4 separate regions of the Rattus norvegicus genome follow, and all the other regions are linked to region 2. A link is a contact called in public Hi-C data. All regions are on one chromosome and are shown on one strand. The core of a region is the stretch at or near the end of the contact, and the rest is flanking DNA. Distances in the headings are between cores, read along the strand shown.

Evidence for each region. A called contact is a pair of places that touch in the nucleus more often than the background predicts.
Region 1: a contact with region 2 is called in a Hi-C map of liver, with 4 times the contacts expected there. The contact joins two enhancer-like sites. A contact is called at or near these places in 2 of 12 Hi-C or Micro-C datasets (both in liver).
Region 3: a contact with region 2 is called in a Hi-C map of liver, with 3 times the contacts expected there. The contact joins two enhancer-like sites. A contact is called at or near these places in 2 of 12 Hi-C or Micro-C datasets (both in liver).
Region 4: a contact with region 2 is called in a Hi-C map of liver, with 2.5 times the contacts expected there. The contact joins two enhancer-like sites. A contact is called at or near these places in 2 of 12 Hi-C or Micro-C datasets (both in liver).

What each region holds. Positions count from the first base shown.
Region 1 is chr2:123,020,665-123,023,483 of GRCr8, reverse strand. No RefSeq gene overlaps it. Among named protein-coding and RNA genes, the nearest start is that of Rpl23al3, 340 kb to the left of the region's middle. Within about 2 kb of position 1,458, at least 3 of the 93 cell types and tissues checked have an H3K27ac peak or open chromatin away from gene starts, as enhancers often do. A contact at or near this core is called in liver, where this site is marked.
Region 2 is chr2:122,803,347-122,806,498 of GRCr8, reverse strand. No RefSeq gene overlaps it. Among named protein-coding and RNA genes, the nearest start is that of Spry1, 320 kb to the right of the region's middle. Within about 2 kb of position 1,783, at least 10 of the 93 cell types and tissues checked have an H3K27ac peak or open chromatin away from gene starts, as enhancers often do. A contact at or near this core is called in liver, where this site is marked.
Region 3 is chr2:122,644,948-122,647,780 of GRCr8, reverse strand. No RefSeq gene overlaps it. Among named protein-coding and RNA genes, the nearest start is that of Spry1, 160 kb to the right of the region's middle. Within about 2 kb of position 1,305, at least 8 of the 93 cell types and tissues checked have an H3K27ac peak or open chromatin away from gene starts, as enhancers often do. A contact at or near this core is called in liver, where this site is marked.
Region 4 is chr2:122,615,384-122,618,450 of GRCr8, reverse strand. No RefSeq gene overlaps it. Among named protein-coding and RNA genes, the nearest start is that of Spry1, 130 kb to the right of the region's middle. Within about 2 kb of position 1,475, at least 14 of the 93 cell types and tissues checked have an H3K27ac peak or open chromatin away from gene starts, as enhancers often do. A contact at or near this core is called in liver, where this site is marked.

The DNA of each region.
Region 1 (2,819 bases), core at 209-2,708, 220 kb before region 2:
CCATTTGAAGAAATATTAATTTGAATCTTGAGTTGATCAAATGCTTTACAAAATATTACTTTCACTTACATTATTTTTGTTCTTCTTGCTTCCATCTTGTATTCTTTGTTGTTTCAAACCTTTGAACCCTGTCTACTTTTTTTTACAGTACCCAAAGGCTGTATGCCTTTAGAATTTCAGAAGCTAACAGACTTTAAGACTTTGACTTAGAGTGTTGGACCCTTCCGAAACTTTATGTCAACAATATGGAAAATGTTGAACATTCTCACAGCTCATAGACTATACCACAGTCTCTCAACCACCATTAGAGGAGAGTACACACCATACAGATGCTCAGCCACACTGATGTCCACTCTACCATTCTAGAGGCAGACTTTCCAGAGAGACATGAGTCCTACCATCAGAAGCACCTGACCACTTGCCACACTTCGAGGTTGTCTGTCCAAGTAGAGGTATCCCAGCTGGAACTCTCATAGCCTCTTGGGAGTGTGAGGACTCTCTTTCCCCATGGCTACGGAATTGCTGCCTTATGTCCTATTTAGCAGCATAGTGACCATAGTTGTGTTATGTGGGAGTATTGGACATGGTTGAAAAATGCTCATTTCACCTTGGCCATTGCTGTGGCCTGAATGTGCACTGGCCATAGGCTTTGTGTTTTAACACTTGCTCTCCAGCTAATGGTGATATTGTGGGAGGTTGTGGGACCCTTAAGAGAGAGAGCTTCATTGCAGGTAGCAAGGTACTGGAGGGGAGTCTGATAGCCTAGCCTCACTTCTGTGTAATCTGGCTGTGGATGCAATGTAACTAGTTTCTTTCAGTTCCTGTCCCCATGCCTTCCCTTGGAGCCAAGGTAAACCCTTCTTTCCTTAAGGTTTTGTTCTGTGTGTAGCCATTTTGTCTGGGGTCCAAGTAAACCCAAGACCATATAAAACTTCATTAATGATCCTAAATACAGCATCAGCAACAACAGTGTAACGAAATTAAACATAAGCTAGACTCTGCTAATTATTTACCTGTCCCATCTAAAGACATCAGGCTCAGCAGCAGGTCTCTACCCATTGAGAAATCCAGGCAGCTCATATTTTTCAAATTTTATGAATGGAGAAATTGAGCCTTAAAGATAACAGTGTCTTGTATAAAGTTTCATGCTAGTTAGATAAGCTGAAATTTGACCTCAAGTTTCCCACCTCTCCCAGCTCTTAACCTCTTCTTCTTCTTTTCTCCCCCTTTTGTTTTTCTTTCTTTCTTACCCTCACCCATCTTGGGAAGCCAGCCCAGCCAAACAGTCCCTGTGACAATGTAGAGAGGTCAGAGTGTGAAGTATGTTTTTTCTATGTCCCATTTCTCTCAAGCCACTGTTTGCAAATTATTGCACAAGATACCCTAATATTCCCCTGTTGCAGCAGAGGCAAAGTCTAGCTAGATCCAGTTCCTATAATAACAGCCAAGGACCAGAAAGTGAGGGCACTAGAGATTAAGTGGTTGGGGGACTGTGTTCTTTGGCAGGGTGCTGTAGAGTGTGCAAGCTGAGCAGACATGAGCGTTCTAAACAAACATGACCTCTTGTTGCAATAGAGGAGGAAATGGGTGCAGCCATGTTCCCTTCAGCGTGTGGCCTTAGAAAAGAAACCTTTGTAGAGGGCATGCTTTTCTGAGGAGCAGCACTGATGACAGAAGCTGCCTCAGTCATTATATACCTGTGGTTGTCTTTAAATAATAGGGATGTTTCATAAGTAATATTTATATTGTATATATTTCCCTATATATACATGAAGTCAGTTGAAGTACTCTGAGGATATGCTCTCCATCTTAGCTGGGTTAGGATGTGAAGGTTGAATTGTTCCAGTATCCTTCATAAGAGACCTCTGTAGGCTAGAAACGACCAAGATGAAAATGACAACTTTCATGCTGAAAGTTCATAGAGAAAACATGAACAGAGGCTGGACGGATGACTCAGTGGTTAGGAACACTTGTTGCTATGGCAGAGGACCTGGATTCCCTTTCAGATGGCTTACAACCACCTGTAGCTCAAGCTCCAGGGGATCCAACACTCTCTGTTAGCCTCCTATGGCATCCATGCTTGTACACGTACACACACACACACACACACACACACACACACACACACACACGGGATTTGATGCACACTCCCACAAACTCTGTGCTTGCTGCTTCAATCTCTATGAGCTCATATGCTGAATCATAGTTGATTCAGTGGACCATGCTCTCCTGGTGTCCACTCTCTCCCCTGACTTACACAGTCTTTCCTTTCCCTCTTCCATGGTATTTCCCCAAACCCCGAGGGGAAGAACCCAATGGAGACCTCCAATTTAGACTCTCTTTGCATACAGTTTTGCTGGGGATCTCTGCACCCACTCTCCTATGAGAGAGAGAAAGCCTCTTTGAAGGAGGCACTGATCTATGAGTATAGCAAAATATCATCACAAATCATTTCATTGATTTTTCTTTTTAAGACCAGTGTGCTTGATTCAACCTTAGGCCTCTAGGCTACCCAGTCTCTGGTTCCTGACCTTCCAATCAGTGTAGGGTATGGGCTCACTCTTATGGGGTGGGCCTCAAGTTAAATCAGATTAGTTGGCCACTCCCACAAATTCTGCAACACTAGATTGCCCCATCATCTCTTGCGGGCAGGACAGGTTGTAGGTCAAAGATTTGATGACTGGGTTAGTGTCTAGATTTCTCTTTTGGTAGCCTGCAGAGTTCCTTCTCACGCTGAAGAGACTAGAAAGTAGGGGTAAAGGCTTCATGCAGTCACCAGCTTGATCTCTCCACTTTCCATGAACTGTGCAGATGTTGTG
Region 2 (3,152 bases), core at 534-3,033:
CAGCCCTTTCCTGCACTGCTCTCAGTCAAGGCATCCCATCACAGCAGCAGGGAATAAAATAAGAACAAAACTAGAACAGTTGCCATAATAAAATTGAGCACTTGTAAGGATGTGCTATCTTAAATTTACCCACAATGTCCCTAGGGTCACTCAGACACAAGCTCTGAGGAATCATGGTTCTGGATATGATCTCCAGCATGGCTGAGAAGTAGGTGAGGTGTAGGTGGGATGAACCTGGTAGATGTGCCAGGTGAAGGGATGATTTATATCCTGCAGCAAACCTCATCATACTACTTTGAAGGGTGTGTGACCTACGCATGATGGATCATTCCATTCCACATTTTCAGACCATAGCTGACTACCGTCAAAACCTCAGGAAGTGGAGTCATAGGTAAAGGAAGACTATTATAGATCCCAAGTTTGCATTCGGAACAAATGCTCTTGTAAACCTCCCGTTTCCTAGAGTACGAACACCCTCGGTAGTACATCCTTGAAAGTAAAAGGAGGCTTTCAGTTACTGAATATGTATATATGTTCCCGTGGCCTTTAAACAGAGACTTACAGTCACTTCTATGGTTCATGGTCAGAGGAACGGTTGTCCTGCACTTGTATTTTCACCTGTTAGACCGTTATGCCGAGCAAGGCTTGCATTTTCAAATGGTATTTTCACGGGATCTTGGTAAAGAAAGCCCCATGGCTGCACAAAGCGACACAGAAACTCCCTGAGCCACCCTTGACCTTGCCAGACAGCCTCTGCCCATACCCTCAGCAGTGAGCAGGCCACAGGATACCTTCCGTCCCAAGATGAAGAAGCCAGAGACCAGTAGGGAGGCTTTCCCAGCCATCCATGGTCCTCAGTGGAGACTGAATGTCTGGCTTCAGGAACTGCATGCTTCACTTCCCCAGGGGCATCCCGTGCCCGGCTCCAAAGGAACTGGGTATTTCAGAGCACTGTCTGATTAGGAACAGTCAACCATGAAGACCCCTCGAGAGAGGGACTGCCCAGTGAGTCCTGATAATGTGAAGATCACCCCACATGCCATCTCGGTGCCTAGCAGGGCAACCAACATTCAGCAGCTTCTGGAAACGCAGAAAGCATTCAGCAATAAGCCTACTGGGCTGGCAACTAGAGTCCTGAACCGTAATGTTAACCATGTAAGATCAATGAAAACTTTTCTCTATGTTTTTGTGTGCATAGAAAAGTATGTGTCTGTCTTACGGTCTTTCCCCCAGATTCTATTTCTTATAAAAAGGTGGGAATACTTTTGTCTCTTCCTGCATCATCTTCCCAACCACTCTAAAGAGTAAGACACCACAATGAACTAAATACCTATCTCAGGGAATAACGGAAAATACGCTGGCCAGGGTTCATGCTTCAACCTACTTTATTTTATTTTGTTTGTTTTTATCTTTATTTGTCTGCATAAATCAATGGCCTCCCTTCAACCCTTCCCCACAGGAGCAGGAAGGACATGCTGTGTGTTGGCTGCTATGTAGATGAACACATGAAACCAGAGAGAATACAAGGAGGGGGATGAACTCCGTGAGCTCCCAGCTCATATCTGATCAAACCCTTCACCTCACTGTTTCCTTCCTTGCCCTGAATATTTATTTTAACTCCGAGGCTCAGTCTTCGACCTTTGATGCCAGAAATATTCTCACACATTCCGAGAAGGTGCTTTTATCCAGTTCCAAAAATGTCAGGGTAAGGGTCAAACCTGGGTCCTGGCTTGTCCCAGGCAAAGGTCCACCTAACATTTGGCATGTCTGCCTGCTGTGCAGGCGGCTGACAAGGTTCTGTTGACAGTCCAGTTTTCACTTCCTGCCCTCTCCCCCTCCTCTAAGTTTACATTGCAGAACAGACAATAAACTGCTTCTAGTCTCTTCCCAGCCCCGCCCCTCCCTCAAAAGCTGAACTGAAGACAGAAAGCACCCCCACACCCTGCTTCTCCAGCTTGACCCTACCTGTGTTTGGCCTTCGCCCCTGGACCAAATCAGCATTCCAGGGCAATGAGAGAATGGCATGTTCACCACCCAACAGGAAACGGAGCAGGCCAGGCGTTGACATCACCTGGCAGATGTGCTTTTCAAGTGCGAGGCTTTAGTCAAACCTTTTCATGGAAATCATTGACACAGAAAAGGAATAAAGAAGAAAAACAAGAGGGAGAGACAAAGTTGGTGCCGTGATGGGCATGTTTTGCACCCCATTAAAAGAAAGGAATTAAAATGAGTCAAGCTCACCTCCCTTCCTCTCCACCCCCAACCCCTCCTCACTCATCCTTTAAGCCTGGAAGTCAATGTTTCTGAAACACTGTAGCTACTGGCAGGGCAGCCGCACATAAAGCTGTCAGTCTGCAAGGAAAGTAGACGGCTGAGTTGAGAGGAAAGGGGCTAAATCAATTTGAGCATGCATGTTAAGGACAGTGAAAGGGCAGCGAGGAGAGCTACAAGGCCAGAGAACATTTGTCTCTGTCTCCTTGTGTTTCCACCACACAGAGCAGAATCCACCCACTAAGGCTCCAGCCAGGCTCTGAGCTGATTGATGGCAGCTGGAGATGTCTGCTTGCTTCCTCAGCCTAAGATACACTGTACCCCAAACGGAGGCCCCCTGGGCCCACACTCAGTATACCTACACTCCTGGGCAGGAAGCCTCTCTCAGCCTGCTCAGGGACAGGACTTAAAGTTCCAGCAAGGCTGAGGAAGTTCTGCTCACCATGGGGGCCAGTCAGGTAGACTATTCTTCTTATACAATGAAACCATATTAAACCTCATACTGAGAAGGAAAAAAAACCATAAAATTCTACAAGACATTTTCAAATAACTCACTCACCGAAGGGCCTGGGTCTTAAGTTTTTCTCAGGCATTGGATTCACTTTGCACCAAAATGCCAGGATGTAATCACAGAGCCCAGGGCTGAAGGAGTCAGCTTGACTCCCACTCCCCAAGTCAGTGTGTGGGAGAGACTCTTCCAGATGCACTTGACCATGGGACTTGCTCCATGCCACGAGCAGTAAGCAGGTTTTGTGGACTGTCCTGCTATGTTCACTACGTGGTCAAATTCATTTGAGTTTATGGTAACACAATAATCATAGGATAAAGACTAATGTATATTCCTTACCACGATGTAAATATGAGTGTGGGTACACACATGA
Region 3 (2,833 bases), core at 56-2,555, 160 kb after region 2:
GCCACTATTAACTCATCCTGCTGTCTACAAAAACAGATCTTACTACAAAGATGCTTAATAAGCAACAATATATGGAACTGGTCCTGATTTCAGCCCTTCTACTTATAGAAATGGGCCCTCGGCGTGTTCTTGTTCTCCTAACTGGACTCACATCCTCACCCCACTTGGTTCTAGCTTTGGGAGGTTTGCTGAATTGCTGTGTTGTTCTGCGCTGTTCTGTTTGTGTGTGGTGTTTGGGCGGAGGGAGGTGGTTGATACAGGGTCTCACTTTGTAGCTCTGGTTGGCCTGAAACTTGCTATGTAGACCAGGCTGGCCTCAAACTCTTAAACATCTGTGGGTGAGGTAGGGTTTCTCTCCTCCATCCAATGCTTTAAGCATAGCACCCCAAGATAACTGAGATTTACCAACACAACTTGAGTTGAGTTATGATTAAAACTTGAGCCATTGTGTTGCTCTCTATTGACTCCAATTTTTTCAGTATGGAATTTGCCAAGGTTTGCCCGGTTTTTCAATGGTATTTAGGAGAAACACATAAAATCTGGTGGCGTAAGCCAGACTCAGCCACGGCTATGGCCAAGTCTAACTTGGATTCTCAAATGTACTCAGGAAAGCAAGGATAAATATAAAAGCGAAGGCCAGCCAAACGCATCTGCACAGAGAAACGCAGTCAGCCACACGAAGCCACCAAGAGTGGGCAACAGAGACAGCAGCCCGTAAATACCGTGCCAACACCATGTGTACCTCAGTAATTCTCACCCCACCTCCGAGGGGAGAGCTGGTCCAGAGCCCTGGGCTGTCGTGGCTGAGCCAAAGGGGTGTGAGCCAAGGGGTTGCTGCACAGAGTCCCCGCCCACGAACAGGAGTTAATCATTCCCAGGCCCCTGTGCCCGAAGTAAGATGCTTGTCACTTCCCGTGGCTTACGTGAATAATTAAAAAAAGAAAGAAAAAAACAAACAGGACAGATAACTATACTAAGGTAAAAGATAATCCCGAGGCATAACTATTCTCTAGGAAGCTGAGCACCACAGTCAGAAAAAAAAAAAAAAAAGAAAAAGAAAAAGAAGGAAAGAAAAAATGAAAAAAAGAAAACGCTGTGATTCCAGGGACGCCACTGACATTTATTTCTAAGAGATTAGGCTGTGACGGGGCTTCAAGTCATGTAGAACTGTTCCCATTCCCCAGGGCCTCCACTATATTTATACGCAGGATCCCATATTATTTTTCCTGGTGTTATGGTAACAAGAACTTTAGTGTTTACAGAACTATCAAGTTCTGACAGGCTGAGCTGGGGACTTTGCACCCCTGGCTTGCATTAAAACGGAGTAAGGGACTAGGGAGCTCAGCGGTCTCAGCCAGTGCGTGAGTCAGGAAGAGGAGGGAAGCCAGCAAACGCAGTAAGCGACAAGGCCTCTTTGCCAGAGGAATTCACCCGCAGCATCCTTTAGGTTAAGAGATTCATCAAATATACAGAGCCTAGCAAGTTATAGTGAACCCAAAAGAATATAACCAAATTACAATCACAACTTCATAGTCCATGTGGAGTGTGAGTGTGTGTGCGTGTGTACGTACGTGGGACTCAGAGGTCAACCTCATATGTCCTTCATCAAGTACAATCCACCATCTTTATTGAAGCAGGTCGTTCTCACTGGGGCCTGGGCTCTCACTGGGGCCTCAGCTCAGGTTCGGCTAGCTGATCACAGTGCCCTGGAAATCCCTCTGTGCCGAACTCTCTGGTACTGTGGTTCCAGGGAGGACGAGTCACCACGCATGGATTTTTAAAGGGGGGTTTGGGGATCATCCGGTGCTCAGTCGGAAAACACTCCACTGACTGAGCTATCCCCAGACCTCCATGTGCATTTTAAAACTGTGCTGGATATGGTATATTAGCGTGCGTTGTAATGCTTCTTGCTTCTCTGGTGGCAGAGAAGGAAATTAAAATGCTGGGAAGAAAGGGCCAGAGGAACCCTCCCTATGCCTCCCTATCAGTATGTTCCACACCTCCAGAACCTGGGCGAGGACTCCGCTGTTCGCTGTATCCTCGGCCTCTCCAATTAATGTGAAGCTGGGAGTGGAAATGCCCCAGAAACACCTCGCAGACATGATTATTCTGAGAGCTTGCCACTTAGTCTGTGAAAATAGCTACATGTAAGCAGATCCTTCAGGCCAAGGCTCTTCTACCGGGAGGCTGGGTTCCACATCCCAAACACTGCTTTAGGGAAGTCTGAGATCCAGCTGGAGCAGGAAGTAAAAACCACAGGCTCAGCCTCTGGTGCCGTGAACTACCACATTTCAGTTCCAGATCGGGCCTAAGAAAACACCAACTAAGAACGAAACACAGCAGGGAGCTCACGTTGTCCTTCCTTCCTCTTTCCTTCTTTTCTTCTAAGCTTTCCGACTTCCTACTCTTTTCTTCCCTTCTCTCTCTTCCTTCCTCACTCCTCCTCTCTCTCTCCCTCTTCCTTCCTTTCATCCCTGTTTTTCTCCCTCCCTCCTGCCTCCCTCTTTCCTCCCATTCTCCTTCCTTCTGTCCCTTCCTTCTTCTGCCTTCCCTTTCTAACTTCCTTCCCTCATCTTTGGTTCTTCTCTCTTCTTTCTTCCTACTCGTGCTCACAAAGGCAAAGTCACATATTCCTTAATAGAAGGTCACGTAGAACTTTACAACGGCATCTTTTCTCTGTTTAATTTGAGCACCTTTAAGAGGTATGCGTGCCGTCCTGGGCTTGATGTGAACATTCCAGCAACAAAGACTCATGAAACAGGATACGTGCAGGACAAGGAACGAGATCTGCTTGCAATTCTTAGAGTGACAGGATCATGGCTAAGGATGACAG
Region 4 (3,067 bases), core at 226-2,725, 190 kb after region 2:
AGGCCATTGGGACTTTTCAGAGGTCACCAGTGGCCCTTTAGAACACGAACTGGTGCCTGCTCAGACTGCCCTTGTCCCCTCCACAACAGCTTCAGTGGCAGCAGGTCCCAACTGCCCCAATGGCCCCCCAGCTCCCACACTACTGGACTCAGGGGAATGCAAGAACTGTATCCTGGGTCACTATGCAAATAGGAAGAAACAGCACCTCTGTTCCCTGGAGGAAATGCAGGTTTGTGAAAATTATTGACTGAACAAGATAAAATAGTCTGTGGGTCACAGAAAACCTTTCCCTGGTGACAGGCACCGGTAACGTTCTTGGTCACGTTAAGATTTGAATGACTTTTGAGCAGAACAGGAAACGGAGGGATTTCTTACCTTAACTGCCATAAATGTGTGGCACCTCAGAGTAGAAAGAAGAGATTGCCCGGATCCTTTTTACAACTTTTCTTTTATGTGCATGGTGTTTTCCCTGCATCTATGTGCAGCTGAGGCATGGCCCAGTTCCCTCAGAGGTCAGAAGAGGGCACTGGATCTTCTGGAACTGGAGTTACAGGCAGTTGTAAGCCACCATGTTGGTACTGGGAACAGAGCCTGGTCCTCTGCAAGAGGTTCTCTTGAGGGCTGAGCCATCTCTCCATCCTGCTTTATTTGGATTCTGGAGCAGCAGCAAGTCTTACCGTCCAAAGTTAATTGTTTAAACTTCCATTTCCTCTTATCAGTGTGTGTAAGACTGGGAGGGAGGAGGAGGACGGAGAACATGCAGAAAACAGATGTGAAAATAAATATTTATCAACAAAAGCTTGGCAAACCTTGATCAGAATTTCTCCCTTGCACTGTGTTTTCCTGATTTCCCCGAACCCCAAGATATTTATAGCTAGAGAAGACAAACCTTTTTGTTTATAACTCCTTCACCAAGCCAGGGCAGCATATGTGGGGAATTCCAACGCTCCCCCCCCCATAACACAACATTAAGAAATGTTTTTGGCACAAGAAATTTCTGCCAGAGAAGGGAGGAGGTTGATTGTGTGGCCACCTGCCTGTGTTCCTCCCATGGGACACAGAGGAATCACCCCAGGAGTCTCCTCCTGAGGGTGGGGGATACTGAAGCTAAGGGCAGACAAGCTTCTCTTCCAGACAAAGAGGAGAGACTCGGAGCTGAGACGATGAGGACTACACCTTGGCCAGACTACTTAGTTCTGTGGGTCTCTTGCTTTCTATTTAGACTGTATCCTCCTGTCAGGACTCCAAAGGTGGATTTGAGGGAGTTGTGTCTCTGGATCTTTGTCTTTCTTCCCTGTGTAGTTATGTTAAATAAATCTCCTTTTTTCTGGTTTTCATTATTAATTTGGCTTTTCCAGCGATGTATTGAGGACAGGTTGCCAAACTTGGTTCACTGGGGCACAAGCTGTGACCCTAGGTCCTGAAACAGTTTGTCCTGTCCTTGGACTTCCAGGCAGAATAAACAGCACCTGTATCAAAGGCGGCCACACACTGGCGCAGGCCCAACAGAAGCGGGAGACACAGTCTGTTTATCAGACAGTACATTGTCTTAACCAGGACGTGGTCGCCTTTGTAACAAGAGTATGCAAATGAGTTTCCCAGAGCTCCAACACCGCCTCCAACTCAGGCCTTCCGGAGACACAGGCTAATGGAGGCTGTCCTGAGAACAGAAGACTGAAGGACTGGAAGAGGAAATATCCAGAATTAACCAGATTAGTCCTGCAGATACTACATCTCCAAACCACACACACACACCCCAAAGAAAACCATTTTAAAATTAGAGAGCATCTTTTTATTATTCGGTTAAAAATAAAATCTGATTCCAGTTTGTATATTCCCAACAAAGGGGAGGAAAAAGAGACTTTAAAATGACCCCTTTTCTGTCCAGAGAATTGCAACAAGGGTTTCATCAAGCCACTGTCAAGAGTGCCTTCTCAAGCTGTTTGTCTCCTCCATAAAAAGGTGCTCTGATGGTACCCATAGCGCTGGATGCTGGGAGAATTCTGTGAGATAGATAACAACTTTAGTATAGTGACCAGAACACATCCTGGACTCTAGCCAGATGATTTTACATTATGGACATATTATCATAATAGAAGCACAAAAGATGCAAACAGGAGATAGAAACTGGACTGGCAGGAGGGGCAGGGACCCCAAAGCAGCAGTTCCCACTCTGTCTTTGTTTCTCTGGCCAGAATGGCAGAGGAAGGTCTGATTTCCTTCCTCCTCCTCCTCCTCCCCCTCCTCCCCTCCCTCCTTCTCTTCCTCGTCCCTTCTCCTCTTTCTCCTTTTCCTCCCTCTCCTTCTCCTACTCCTCCACCTCCCCCTCTCCCTCCCCCTCCACCTCCCTCCTCCCCTTCCTCCCCCTCTCCCTCCCCCTCCTCCTCCCTCCTCCCCTTCTTCTCCCTCTTCCTCCCCCTCCTCCTCTTCCACCTTCAGGCAGTACCTTGGCTGGAGAACAGAACTTCTGCCAGACACTGAGAACTTCTGGTGGATAGACTAAGAACTGATCTCTAGGCTTTCGTGGTAAAAATGGATTATTCCCCAATTTCACCTCATCTCCTGAATGATTGCAGGGTCACCTCCTCAGGGGGTAAACAACACAACAGCAGTGGCTGGATGTTACAGGGAGACCAGATTCTATTCTTCAAGAAGATGAAATATCTGTTGTGGGTGAGGAATCAGCATTCTGGGTGGGTTAACCAGTGACCTGGCTAAGGGACCCCTAGGAAGGTGGGCTCACCTTAAACCATGCTAGATGAGTGGAATAATCAGCCCTTTAATGAGATGATATGCTTTTTCTTCCCAGAATTCCCTAGTGCAGTCCTTACAAGTCTCCATGGGTCTGCCCACCTTTCTGGCTGTTGGTATTCTGTCTAAGCTCCACCCCCAGAGCTACCTGGGACAGCCAGGTATGCTCTGTCCCACAGTTGCCTGGCAATAGCCAGCTGCGCTTGACACTATAAATGGGGCTGCTTGCCCCCTCCTCTTTCTCTTACTCCCCTCCCCTCTTACTCCCTCTTACTCTTTGTTCTTCTCTGCCCTTGCCCCCTTCCCATCCCCCGCC